Regions from separate parts of the Mus musculus genome. Here regions 1, 2 and 4 are each linked to region 3. A link is a contact called in public Hi-C, HiChIP or PLAC-seq and promoter capture Hi-C data. All regions are on one chromosome and are shown on one strand. The core of a region is the stretch at or near the end of the contact, and the rest is flanking DNA. Distances in the headings are between cores, read along the strand shown.

What was found. A called contact is a pair of places that touch in the nucleus more often than the background predicts. HiChIP or PLAC-seq counts read pairs in DNA pulled down with a chosen protein or histone mark. Capture Hi-C pulls out chosen DNA fragments and counts their contacts.
Region 1: a contact with region 3 is called in a promoter capture Hi-C map of liver. The contact joins the promoter of Tnfrsf12a here to the promoter of Elob in region 3. A contact is called at or near these places in 3 of 39 promoter capture datasets (the C10 cell line, cranial neural crest and embryonic stem cells), 2 of 15 datasets of contacts at CTCF or cohesin (CD8 T cells and the NIH/3T3 cell line), 10 of 484 Hi-C or Micro-C datasets (CD8 T cells, the G1E-ER4 cell line, Th1 cells and 6 more), 6 of 115 datasets of contacts at active chromatin or transcription factors (the 230-238 cell line, the SCID.adh cell line, embryonic stem cells and 1 more) and 4 of 9 other capture datasets (adipose tissue, embryonic stem cells, liver and 1 more).
Region 2: a contact with region 3 is called in a Hi-C map of embryonic stem cells, with 1.9 times the contacts expected there. The contact joins the promoter of Bicdl2 here to the promoter of Elob in region 3. A contact is called at or near these places in 8 of 39 promoter capture datasets (the C10 cell line, the HPC-7 cell line, embryonic stem cells and 4 more), 1 of 15 datasets of contacts at CTCF or cohesin (CD8 T cells), 4 of 484 Hi-C or Micro-C datasets (all in embryonic stem cells), 3 of 115 datasets of contacts at active chromatin or transcription factors (embryonic stem cells and pancreatic cancer cells) and 3 of 9 other capture datasets (adipose tissue, liver and pancreatic islet).
Region 4: a contact with region 3 is called in a FOXA1 HiChIP or PLAC-seq map of pancreatic cancer cells. The contact joins the enhancer-like site here to the promoter of Elob in region 3. A contact is called at or near these places in 2 of 39 promoter capture datasets (cranial neural crest and liver), 2 of 484 Hi-C or Micro-C datasets (the G1E-ER4 cell line and granulosa cells), 5 of 115 datasets of contacts at active chromatin or transcription factors (effector CD8 T cells, embryonic stem cells, extraembryonic endoderm stem cells and 1 more) and 4 of 9 other capture datasets (adipose tissue, embryonic stem cells, liver and 1 more).

The regions. Positions count from the first base shown.
Region 1 is chr17:23,676,055-23,679,317 of GRCm38.p6, reverse strand. Tnfrsf12a (tumor necrosis factor receptor superfamily, member 12a) reads left to right here and starts at 1,869. Exons shown (of 4, transcript NM_013749.2): 1 at 1,869-1,991; 2 at 2,695-2,799; 3 at 3,045-3,179. The coding sequence starts at 1,898.
Region 2 is chr17:23,659,126-23,662,146 of GRCm38.p6, reverse strand. Bicdl2 (BICD family like cargo adaptor 2) reads right to left here and starts at 1,641. Exons shown (of 10, transcript NM_153784.3): 1 at 1,595-1,641; 2 at 85-379. The coding sequence starts at 366.
Region 3 is chr17:23,827,429-23,830,584 of GRCm38.p6, reverse strand. It overlaps Elob (elongin B), which reads left to right and starts at 1,476. Exons shown (of 4, transcript NM_026305.2): 1 at 1,476-1,502; 2 at 1,607-1,741; 3 at 3,012-3,117. The coding sequence starts at 1,500.
Region 4 is chr17:23,699,043-23,701,842 of GRCm38.p6, reverse strand. No RefSeq gene overlaps it. Among named protein-coding and RNA genes, the nearest start is that of Cldn9, 16 kb to the right of the region's middle. Within about 2 kb of position 1,527, at least 138 of the 459 cell types and tissues checked have an H3K27ac peak or open chromatin away from gene starts, as enhancers often do. A contact at or near this core is called in the G1E-ER4 cell line, extraembryonic endoderm stem cells, granulosa cells and 2 more, where this site is marked.

The sequences.
Region 1 (3,263 bases), core at 620-3,119, 150 kb after region 3:
ACCTCTCTTTGGGAGGAGCAGAGACCCCTGCGGCGATAGCCACCTGCGTGCGTTTCCCAAAGTTCCCTTAGTTGGTGGCCACTCCAAGGGCGGAACCTGCTGAGTTCAGTAACCTGGGCTATGACTTGAGACTTTACTCAACTTTCCCCAGTCCCAGTTTCTCGCTTTGCGAATGAAGACAGGTCTGTATGTTACCTAAGGATACATTACTTTTGTGACTCTTTTTTGTGACTCTTTGGGGGGCAGGGACGGCGGGGGGACGACGACGACGACGACGACACCCTGTCACACTGCATACCTATGATCAGAGTTTGTTCTCTTCTTCTACTCTGTGGGCCCCAGGGATCGAACTCAGATTGCCAGGCTTGGCAGCAGGCAATCTTACCCACTGAATCATCTCGTGCTCTTCCCGAGGCCCTTAAGAAAGCAATATATAGCCGGGCAATGGTGGCTCACGCCTTTAATCCCAGCAGTTGGGAGGCAGAGGCAGGCGGATTTCTGAGTTAGAGGCTAGCCTGGTCTTCAGAGAGAGTTCCAGGACAGCCAGGGCTATACAGAGAGACTCGTTTTGGAGAAAAAAAAAGAAAGAAAGAAAGAAAGAAAGAAAGAAAGAAAAGAAAGAAAGCAACAGAAAGCAACATATATGGCCAGGCGTGGTGACACATGCCTTTAATACCAGGGCTGGGAAGGGAGAGGCAAGCGGATCTCTGTGAGTTTGAGGCCAGCCTGGTCTACAACGTGAGTTCCAGGACAGTCAGGGCACAGTGAAACCTTGTCACAAAACAAAACACAGAGCCAGGCGTGGTGGCGAATGCCTTTAATCCCAGCACTCGGAGGCAGAGGCAGGTGGATTTCTGAGTTCGAGGCCAGCCTGGTCTACAAAGTGAGTTTCAGGACAGTCAGGGCTATACAGAGAAACCCAGTCTCGAAAAACCAAAACCAAAACCAAACCAAACAAACAAAACAAAACACCAAGACAAAAAAACAAAACAAAAACCCAACCAACCAACCAACCAACCAACCAAAAAAAGCAGCACGTGGGTCTGGAAAGATGGCTCATGGGTTAGCCTTTCTGCTCTTCCAGGTGCTCTTTTTTTTTTTTTTTTTTTTTTTGCTCCCAGCTTATAACCACTTGAAATTCGATTGCCAGGAGATCCGTTGCCCTTCTCTGGACTCCAGAGACACTCAAACATATGTGTCACACACACACAAATAAAAGGTATCTTTCAAAAAAGAAAGTAGCATTTCTATATATGCTTGCAGTACTGTTTACTGATACCGGAGAATGCCAACATCAAGATCAGCCTAAGCTATGCAGCTAAAAAACTAAACCAAACCAAAGAAAATCGGTGTGGTGGTTCCTGCCTACAATCCTAGCACTTGAGAGGCTGAGATGAGACAGAATGTTTCAAATTCGAGGCTACTCTGGGATAGAGTATGAGATTTTGTTGGTCCCCCCCACCCCCAAATCCAAACAAAGCAAGCAAACATAAAGGATGTGTGGATATAACTCAGTTCTCGCCTGGTATGTTTGAGCCTCTGGTCTCCACCCCAGAATTGCAAAAGAATAGACAAATCTAATTTATTTGGGCTTAAAAAGAGGAAAAACCCAACTATGCAGTTATGTCTTATAACTGATTTCCTTCGCTCCACATCGTGGGTACTCAAGTTTGCAGAGGGCGGAGTAGGGTAGACACTTGGCGGGACTGTGTTGAATGAATGGTTTTACTGAACTGACTGGGTTTAACTAACTGCTTACTCGCAAAGCAGAGTGGCTGTTGGGGCGGGCCGAGGCCAGCGCTCCGCCCCGGAAGGCGGGGGCGGGGGCGGAGCCGCAGCCCTGAGTCTGGCTTGCGGGTGGTGGGAGCAGACAGTTCTTGCCTCGGGACCGGCAATCATGGCTTCGGCTTGGCCGCGGTCTCTGCCGCAGATCCTCGTGTTGGGATTCGGCTTGGTGTTGATGCGCGCCGCGGCCGGGGAGCAAGCACCAGGTATGCACGGCTCAGACGACGGTAAACCTCGGACTTTGGGGAGGTCAGAAACGGAATTTGAGTGCCTGGAGAACCCGGTGAAACCAGGGAACCGGGAAGACACGAGGATTTGCGATTTGTGCTCTTCAGGCAGCAAGTTCCAAGTGGGAAAGGTCTCAAGTTTTATCCGCAGTCCGAGCTTCAGTTTCGCTACCTGTCCAATTGAGGTGTGGGAGGTCTTCTGTCTCAAAAGTGAGAGCCAGAGTAGAGAGAGAACGTATATTTGAGGGCAGGAGGTTTGTTTTGGGAAGGGGGCACGTCCTCAAACTGGTCTGTAATGAGATCTGTCCAGTCTTGGTATCTTTGAATCGCGAAGGGGCAATGGGGACTTTGCCCTCTATACCATGTGGGGGTGCCCCTTCCATCCGGTGACTTCAATGCCCAGTTATGCGGGGGGAGGGACTGGGGTCGGGCCCGGTGCCCAGGAGTGAGTCACACTGTGGCGCGCGGGGGGGTACTGTCCCCCCCCAAGTCCCGCGCCACTCGACCCCCCTCCCGCACTGCCGCGTTTGGGTCAGGCGATGCGGTCACCTGCGAGGAATGAGTGGGGGGCGGGGGGGACACGCGATAGTGACTCACGTTATTCGAGCCGACTGACCCTGACCTCAGCCCCCAGAATAGCCGCACCCAGCCGCAAGCTTCTGACCTGCAGCCCCCTCCTCAGGCACCTCCCCATGCTCTAGCGGCAGCTCCTGGAGCGCGGACCTCGACAAGTGCATGGACTGCGCTTCTTGTCCAGCGCGACCACACAGCGACTTCTGCCTGGGATGTGAGTGGGGGCGGGGTGGGGCTGGTGGCAAGCGGATCCTAGACCTGGGTAGTGGGTTGTTGGGGCAGAGAGGAGGGTTGTAGACGTAGGATATAGGAAATCAGGGAAGACTGACTGAGGAAGGGGCTTCTATCAGGGTGTGTATTGTGTGTGTGTGTGTGTGGGGGGGTAAGCTTGAGACCTCCTTGAGGACAGACTAGACTGCTGTCCCAAGGGCAAGATCTGATTTGAACCCTGATCACTAGGCGCCGCAGCACCTCCTGCCCACTTCAGGCTACTGTGGCCCATTCTGGGGGGCGCTCTTAGTCTGGTCCTGGTTTTGGCGCTGGTTTCTAGTTTCCTGGTCTGGAGAAGATGCCGCCGGAGAGAAAAGTTTACTAGTAAGTGAGCTCTCCACCCTCGCTCCTCCCACCTCCCTCATCACTTCCCTAATTGTCCCCTAACCACAACAACCCCACTTTTTA
Region 2 (3,021 bases), core at 392-2,891, 170 kb after region 3:
CATGTCTCTCGCCTCTCCTTGCTTGGGTCTCATTCCTGTTCACCCCAGCCCTGCCCACCCCCCATCTGCCCCAGGCCAACTCACTTCTTCATGCTCCAAGTGCTGAGTGTTCAGTGTCTCCAGCTGCCTCCGAAGCTCCTCGTTGCGTTCCAGAAGCATCTTGCCAAGTTCAGCAGCCAGCAACAGGTCCTTTTCTTTCTGTTGCAGTTGCAGGGCTAGGTCCTCTGGTTCTTCTGGCCCTGGCCCTCCTCCCAGGAAGGAGTCTCGTCGCTCCAGCACAAAGGGAAAGAATCCTTCATCGCCACTAGGAGAAGCACCCCCTGAGAGCAGCCCGGAAGGGAAGCTTGGCTCACCAGGGGAGTCCATGGTGCCTTCACATCTGTGAAGATAGGTTGCTGCTGAAACATAGCCATTCGGCAGCAGCCCCCGGGCACGCCCCCTAGTGGCCTTTCAATTCTGCAGCCTGGGCCGACAAGGGTTAATGATCCATGTGGGCCACCCAGCTCCGTTAATGACCTCAGGGTAGACTGAGGCTGGAAGCAGAATGAAACCAACCATCTTGCCCTCACCTCCTGCCTCCTGCCTTTGTCACACATTCTTTGCCCTAGGGAAGATTTGTCCCAGCGCTCTGGTGCCACAAGCAACCCAATGACAGACCTTGCTCCTCTTCCCAGTCCCTCACCACCTGGGCACTAATCCTACCTAGAATGGCAGGGTCACGTAGACTCAGTCTTAGGGATGAAACCAACTTCCTATCCAGAGAGTACAGGCTCTCACCAGTGGGGACAGCTGTGTCTTGACCCTTTAGCCACAGGGATCCAACTCCTTCCCTTTCCAGAAACTCAGATTTCTAGCTCTTTGCCTTCCCATATCCTTGTCTACTTTCTCAGGACCCAAGTGCGTTAGACTTGGTTTAGCCTTGTCAGCCTTGATGGGCATCGCGTCCCTCTCCTGGACTCCAAGTGGAATCTCCGGAATCCTAATTTTATCAAGACTCAGGTATTCCTGCCTTTACCCCTCCTGACTTAGGAGCCTTCATCCGCAGACCCCCATTTTCCCTGAGCCCTGGCGCTGACCCAGCGCAGGGCGAGGTAACAGGTTGTGCCAGCCAGCGCGCCACAGCCTCCACTTCGGGTTTCTGTTTACTTCCCGGCCCGCCCCTGGGGACGGGAGCCCTGTGCTTTACGAGGGCCGCCAAGGGAGAAGGGTTCAGGGGCTCAGGAGAAAAGGCCTGACACTCTGGTTTCTCCATGCCAACCCCGGGAGGGTCCCCGCCCCCTACTCACCCCGGAGCCCACGCGCACCTGTTCCCCTCCCCTCGACAGGTGCCAAGTACAGCTGGCCGGAAAAATCCCAGGTGTTACACATGTCCCAGTCTAGTTGTCCTAGGGCTAGACCCAGTGGGTTCTCCGACCCGTTCCTATCACAAGGGCAAGCATGATAATCACTCTTTGCGGCAGGTGTCCGGCATCCCGGAGTTACTTCCAGAGTCCCTAGAGGCTGTTCCCGATCTCCATCCTACCGTTCCGACCGGTCCTCTCCAACCATGCCCAAAACCTGAGTGTCCCGCCCTCATCACCCCCTAGGCTCTCACCTGTCGCCACCAGGCTCCCTCCGAGGTTCCCCGATCCCCAAGTCCTCTTCCGGAGGCGGTGCCAGGTGCAAGCTTGCACAGGTGAGGGGGCGGTGCCGCGGGAGGGGTTGGGACGCCCCCTGGTGGTGGGAATGGCTAGGCACTGTCAAAGGAATGTCACATCCATCCTCTTAAAGATCCATCTTGCTTCTTACTGGGAACATTAATTGAACACCTACTATGTGCAGATCTACAGGCTGAGCAAAGAAGTCAGCTTCTTATTCTTCATGCTTGCCCTTGTGATAGGAAATTATTAGTAAGGATACCGTGGTAAGCCCTCCACTAAGAAAGCCCTTTTATAGTAATTTTTTTTCTTTTGTAACACCCTAAGGAAGCAGCATCTACTGACACACTATTTTATAGAAGGGCAAGCTGAGGTTCAGGGAAGCCACCGGCTTTGTTTGGGGTACAAGTTTGTTATTGTCTTAATTACTTTTCTATTGCCATGACAAAGTATCATGACCAAGGCAACCTATAAAAGAAAGCATTTATTTTGGGGACTCATGGCTCCAGAGGGTTAGAGACCATGAGCATGGCAGCAGGCAGGCAGGCTTTGTACTGGAGCAGTAGCTGAGAGCTTACCTCTGATACATGGGCAGGAAGGGGAGCAAGAACGAGAGCAAGGACCTGGCATGGGCTTTTAAAATTTCAAAGCTTACCTCTTTGGCACATGTCTTCCAAAAAAGTTTGACTTCCTAATCCTTCCCAAACAGTTCAACCAACTGGGGACAAAGCATTCAAATGTACGAGCCTACAGGAGGGGGCATTCTCATTTGAACCCCCACAGTTATGTACAGTGAATGTGTGCGGTGCCATTTTTGGGATGTGTGTGTGACAGGGTCTCATGTGTCACAGGATGGCCTCAAATTTACTAAAGAACAGGGGACCTTGAGCTTCCAGATGCTCCTGGCTCCATCTCCTGGTCGTAGGATAACAGGCATGTACCACCCCACACTCAGCCTATGCTGTGCTGGGGTTTGAATCCGTGCCTGGTGTGTGCTAGGTAAGTACTCGACCAGCCGACGGTATCACCAGCCCTAGCATCTTATTCTTTTTTGTTTGTTTGGAGACAGGGTTTCTCTTTGTAGCCCTGGCTGTCCTAGAACTCACTTTGTAGACCAGGCTGGCCTCGAACTCAGAAATCTGCCTGACTCTGCCTCCTGAGTGCTGGGATTAATAGTTCCGTGCTGCATACAAGACACTGATTCCCTGGCACCTAAGGTGGCTTGCCTCGAAGCACACCTGAGTCCATGTAGCTCCAGAGGTGGGGTCTCAGTTCTTTTTTTCTGCAGAGTTGGGTCTCATGCTCCAGCAAGGCCCATGGTATCAAGGGACAGGAGCCAAGACAGGTGATGTCAGATCAGCTCACAAAGTGAAACCCAGCACTG
Region 3 (3,156 bases), core at 227-2,726:
AAGAATGATACCCCAGACTCAAATAGTATGTAAATGCAAAGAATGTTTTAAGCTGCACAAGTCCAGCATGCTGGGGTCTCCTATTACCAAGATAGAGACACCCAAGTGAGCTTTCAGGCCTGATTTAAAGCACATTAGAGAATTCCAGTGTAGGTGACCTCTATGTTAATCTGTTGTGCACATCTCTACAGAATTCTATTAACATGGTGTGGGGACTAGAAACTTGCTGGGGAGGTCTGGGAACTGTTACTAAGTAGCTGAGGATGTCTGGAAACTGCTGCTGACCCACTGTCCTTGCATCAGACGAGGTAGTTGGGACAGTCCATTACCTGGACATGAAGGCTGGAGCCTAGGGTTTTGTTTTGTTTTGTTTTTTTAAATCATCAATTGACTTCCCTGGACTTGCCCAGTTTTTAGGCCTAGTGTCCTTAACTGCCAATTTGAAGTCTGTCGTGAAGTCAGCCTAGCCTTCTCAAGGCTGTTAAAAACAATGGTCTCCAAGTAATCAGGATTTCCCCAGGAATCTCATGTTGGAATAAGGAAGGGTTTGACCTGAAACAGATGTCACAGCTCATCAGGCCATCTTGTAGGACAGTCAAATGATGGGCCATACCTTGCCTAACACTACTCATTTGTTCCATTTCAGTTTAAACAAACTCCACAGTCGACTTGGGAAAGTCACTGGACCTCTTCTTATGGCCACATTAAGTAAACCTATCAATGCTTTTCACTATTAACACTTTTTAGTTGGTGTACTGGGACCAGGTGGCCAAGTCTAGCTAGAGTGGACCCTAATAACTACAGCAGAAGTCTCGAAGAGCAATAGTTTCTCTAGCTCCTAAGAGGCCACAAAGCATGGCTGAATTGGATTTAACAAACCCTTAGACCCAAGCCTAGAGCTGGATGAGGAGAATACACAGTGGTGATCTTAGATCCAAAATTGTACATCGTCTCAAAATGGCTGTAAAGTTACCCCTCACATTCCCTGCAAGAGCTTGACCCATAAATAAACGTGGGCTGGAGAGATGGCTCGATGATTATGAGGACTGGCTGTTCTTCGAGGAGTTAGCTAGGTTCGATTTCCTGCACCCCACACGACCAGAGGACCCGACGGCCCTCTTCTGGCCTTCCCAAGCATTGCATGTAACAGTTGCATAGGCATAAATGCAGATAAAACACTCATATAAAATTGTTCATGGCAGATATGCATGAGTAGCTCTCCGTGACTCACTCTCTACGCCCCAAAGCAAGCCCAGCTTGCACCACGGATCCGAGACGGGCTCAATATATAACCACCTATAACCCAGACACCGAGATGGCGGCCAAGCACAGGAAGTGGCTTCCGGATCGCTTAAGATGGCCGCAACGGCGTGGGAGGGGCTGCAGGATAGGGGGCGGGGCGGGCGGGGCCGCGCAGAGCACGCTGGGTCGCGCTTGGGCTGCCGGGAAGGGGCGGAGCGCGGCCGCGCCGGCGCGTCGAGCCAGAAGCAGCCGCCGGGATGGTGAGCGGGCGCGGGGGGGAGGGGCGCGGGGCCGGGGGCGGCGGGGGCTCCGGGGCCACGCCGGGGGCCGCGGGCTAGCGCTGACGCGGGCCCGCCGTCCTCAGGACGTGTTTCTCATGATCCGGCGCCACAAGACCACCATCTTTACGGACGCCAAGGAGTCGAGCACCGTGTTCGAACTGAAGCGCATCGTCGAGGGCATCCTCAAGCGGCCGCCAGAGGAGCAGCGGCTTTACAAGGTGCGACGAGCGGGCGTGGCGGTTGCGCGCGCGGGGGTCCAGACAGGACACTTAACAAGGAGGTCTCTTGATCGTGCTGAAGAGCCGGCAGCATCAGGTCTCCCGGCAGCCGCCCCGCCCTGCCAGGCCGTCTTGCTCAGCGGTTGGGGAAACCGAGGCCTCGATAATCTTACGCAGCCGAAGGTCGTGGCAGAGCCAGGGTTTGTTCCTGGCTAGCCACCTTCGGCCTGTCGGGAGCCCACCGGAATCCCACTGTCACAGGGTGGGGTGGAACTCGAGGAATGCAAGTGTTGTTTAGAAGATAGGTCAAGATCCCACCAGTGATTCACCCAGCCAGTGTTTACCCTCGCCAGTCTTCTGATGTTCTAGAAACACTTGGCATTCAAGCTCACCTCCAGAAGCCAGCTCCAGTTTTGAATAAGCTAGCCTGCGGAGTTGGGTCCTCATGCCCCAATCCCGAGTCAGGCTTCCCAGAAGCGTGCCAGTAATCTAAATACATTGAGCTAATTCCAGCTGTAACTCCAGATTAGAGCCTGGATTCATGTCTCTAAAGGGCTTTTCTCACTGATACCCACTGATCTTTTTCTTGAAAGACCCTCTGCTGGTCTAGGAACCACATAGTGTTTTTAGTGCTGCTTTCTATGCTCCTCATAATTCCCGTTTTAAGGTTAAGGTTGATTTTTAAAAGAAAGGTGGGGAGTGGAGAGAAAAACTTGATAGGACTCAGGGGTGCAGCTGTGTTTAGTGTTAACATAACCTGTATGAAAGCCTAGGTTAGATCACCAGGCGGAAAAAACTGGGCAATAATCCTGTTTGGGAGCTAGATGTAGGAGGATCAGAATTTCAAGAACAAAATACTGTTTGAGATATTTTCTCAAAAAAAAAAAAAATTCCAACTACCTTTTGAATTAGATATATCTAGAGAGCTTGGAAAAGCCAGAATTCAGAGGCCTGTGAGTTTTATTTTTGTGTGTGTGATACCTGCTCTCATACAGTCCAGGTGCTCAGGTGCTCTGGAGGCCAAAGGGATCAGATCTCATGGAAGTGGAATTGTGAACCAATCTATATGGGTGCTAGAAAATGCCCTTGGAAGTCTCTGCCAGAGCTTTTAGCTGCTGTAAGCCATCAGTGCAGTCAGAGCTGGAAATTCTTGGATATAGTCCTGGAATATGTGTTTTATACTTAGGGATGCCTCTTCCTAAGTTCCTCACCTAAGTTGGCTGTCTTTGGGACCTTAGGACCTCTCCCTAAACCCTGCTTCTCTCTTCAGGATGACCAGCTCCTTGATGATGGCAAAACTCTGGGCGAGTGTGGCTTCACTAGCCAGACAGCACGGCCACAGGCCCCAGCCACAGTGGGCCTGGCCTTCCGAGCAGGTAAGATGGCTAACCTGGATGGATGGTAGCTAGCATCTG
Region 4 (2,800 bases), core at 278-2,777, 130 kb after region 3:
AATGTATGAAATGTATGTATGAACACCATGAAATGTATGAATGTATGTATGAACACCATGAAATGTATGAATATATGTATGAACACCATGAAATGTATGAATGTATGTATGAACACCATGAAATGTATGAATGTATGTATGAACACCATGAAATGTATGAATGTATGTATGAACACCATGAAATGTATGAATGTATGAACACCATGAAATGTATGAAATGTATGTATGAATACCATGAACTGTATGAATGTATGTATGAACACCATGAAATGTATGAATGTATGTATGAACACCATGAGATGTATGAATGTATGTATGAACACCATGAACTGTATGAATGTATGTATGAACACCATGAAATGTATGAATGTATGTATGAACACCATGAAATGTATGAATGTATGTATGAACACCATGAAAACGTCTGGTATCCAAGGAGCCTCTTGACCCCCTAGAACTGAAGTTACAGATGAGACACTGAGACACCCAGCAGGTGTTGGGAATTGAACCTGGGTCCTCTGCAGGAGCAACAAGTGCTCTTAACCACAGAGCCATCTATCCAGTGTCCTCCAATTCCGAATTTGAAGGTATTGGCCCCTTTTTCTTTTTTCTCCTTTTGTTGTTTCATTTCATTTTTGAGCCGGATTCTTGGGCAGTTCAAGGTAGCCTCAAACTTGTTGAGTAGCTGAGGCCAGTCTTGGTGCCCTGATCCTCCTGTCTCTGCCTGCCAAGTGCTAGGGTGACAGGCTGGAGTCTCAGTTATTTATTTATCTTCTTTCTTTCTTTACCAGAAGCCCACCCATTTGTCATTCAGAATTATTGGGCATGTTAACATATATACTACACATTGCCACCAATCTCCCCATTTCCTGCCCAGGATCTCATCTAGCTCAAACTAGCCTTGAATTTGGCTATGTGGTTGATGATAACCTTGGGCTTCTTCGGATCTTTCTGCCTCCATCTCCCCCGAGTTCTGCAATTACAAAAATTACACCTGATTTGAGTGGGGCTGAGGGCTGGACTCAGAGCCTTATACAGCTAGCACTTCATCAACATAGCTGCACACCCAACCCAAAACACTGCATTTGAGTACTGGTTTTTTTTTTTTTTTTTTTTTTTTTTTTTTACATTTTGTTTATTTATTTTGTGTATGTGTGACTGTGTTCGTGCCACGGGTTCGGGGGTCAGAGGACAACTAATAGGAATTGGTTCTCTCCTTCCATTATGTGGATCTCCGGATTGAACTCAGTTCTAAGCTTGGAGGTAAGCAACTTTACCCACCTGGTAGTCAAGAAGTGGAAGTAGGAGGGCTTCGAGTGGGACAGCATCCTGAGCTGCGTATGGATACCAGCCTGGGACCCCTTGTCTCAAAACAGAAAATGGAGTGAAAATATGCATCACTTCAGCGTCACCATTGATAAACAGCAACAATTGCGGAGCTGTGACACATTTAATACTGTTGGGGCACGGCCTGGAGATTGCAACCTCTCAGAGCACCATCGGACCAGGAGAGGGAGCCCAGGGCGCGTATGCACCAGTAGCATGGCAGGACACGATGATTGGTTGGGGTGCCGAGGCAGCAAGCGCACCAGCTTGTGTTTGGCTGGAACGCGTTGCAAGCGACTGCAATTGGCCGGGAGGACCTAGCAGCCCTTGGCCCTCGCTCCAAGGCAGCGGCCGGCAGCGGGCACTGGGTCCTGGGGTGGCAGCATCGGCCAAGCTGGCGGCGCGGTGGCCCCGCTCCCGCTCGCACCCGCGGCGCGACCGCGGCCGCTTGCACTCTCGGCTTAGCCGATCTCGCGCGTCCCTGCCGCCCGCAGCGTCCCTGCCGCACCCGCCGCTGCCGGGGTTACCGCCCGGCCTGAGCTCCGGACGGCCGCTGCCCTCGGCGCTGGCCCTAGCTGAGCTGCCGCCGCTACCCGCACTCCCGCTGCGCCCGGAGTTGCTGGCGCCCTGGGGCCCCGGGGTCCACCTGGCACTGCCAGAGCTGCCGCCCGAGGTCTGCGCGCCCACGCCGCCCGCAGCCGTGCTCGCCCTGCAGGATCTGCCGCGTCTGCCCGCGCCCGCGCCGCCGCCCGCGCACTTGCCACTGCCGCCGCTGCCCGAAGCCGCGGTCGCCGCCACCCCCGGGCCGGTGGGTGCTCGCGGCCGGCCCCCGCTGCTCGCCGAGCCGCCTCCACAACCGCTGCCGCCGCTGCCCGCGCGACCCTCGCCCTTCACCCTGCTGGCGCCGCCGCACCCCCGCGAGCCCTGGCCGCTCCCAGCCTTTCCTCCGCCGCTGCCGCCGCCGCCCCCGCCGCCCTACTTCTTCCTGTCGCCGCCCTGCTGACCGCCTGGCTCCGCGGGGGCTACAAGCCGGTGAGTCCGTGCCTGGACACCGGCAGGCTCGGAAGGCCCGGCCAGAGCTCGACTGGGAATAAGACAAGAATGTCAGGACTGCAGCCAAGGCTGAGGAGAAAAAAAGTAAACCTGGCATTAAGATGAGGGATGTCAGCTGGGGCTGGCGGCACACGCCCCGTAATCCCAACTTTAGGGATAGTTAAGAAGAGGGATCACAAGTTAAAAGGTCAGCCTTTGTTACTTAGTGAGACCCTCATTCAAAGCAATTTAAAGAAAGATAAGGGACGTTTGCCCCTCCCCCACACCTCTTGTCCTGCAGCGTCCTCCCTAGGTAATTTAAGAAGTAACTCATCAAAGTACTGATAAAATGAGCTGTTGTTTTGGGACTGCAGAGCCTACCCAACACCTGCTGATGTGAAACACCCAGGTTCTGTGGATAAAAACAGAAGTTTGCCTTTTT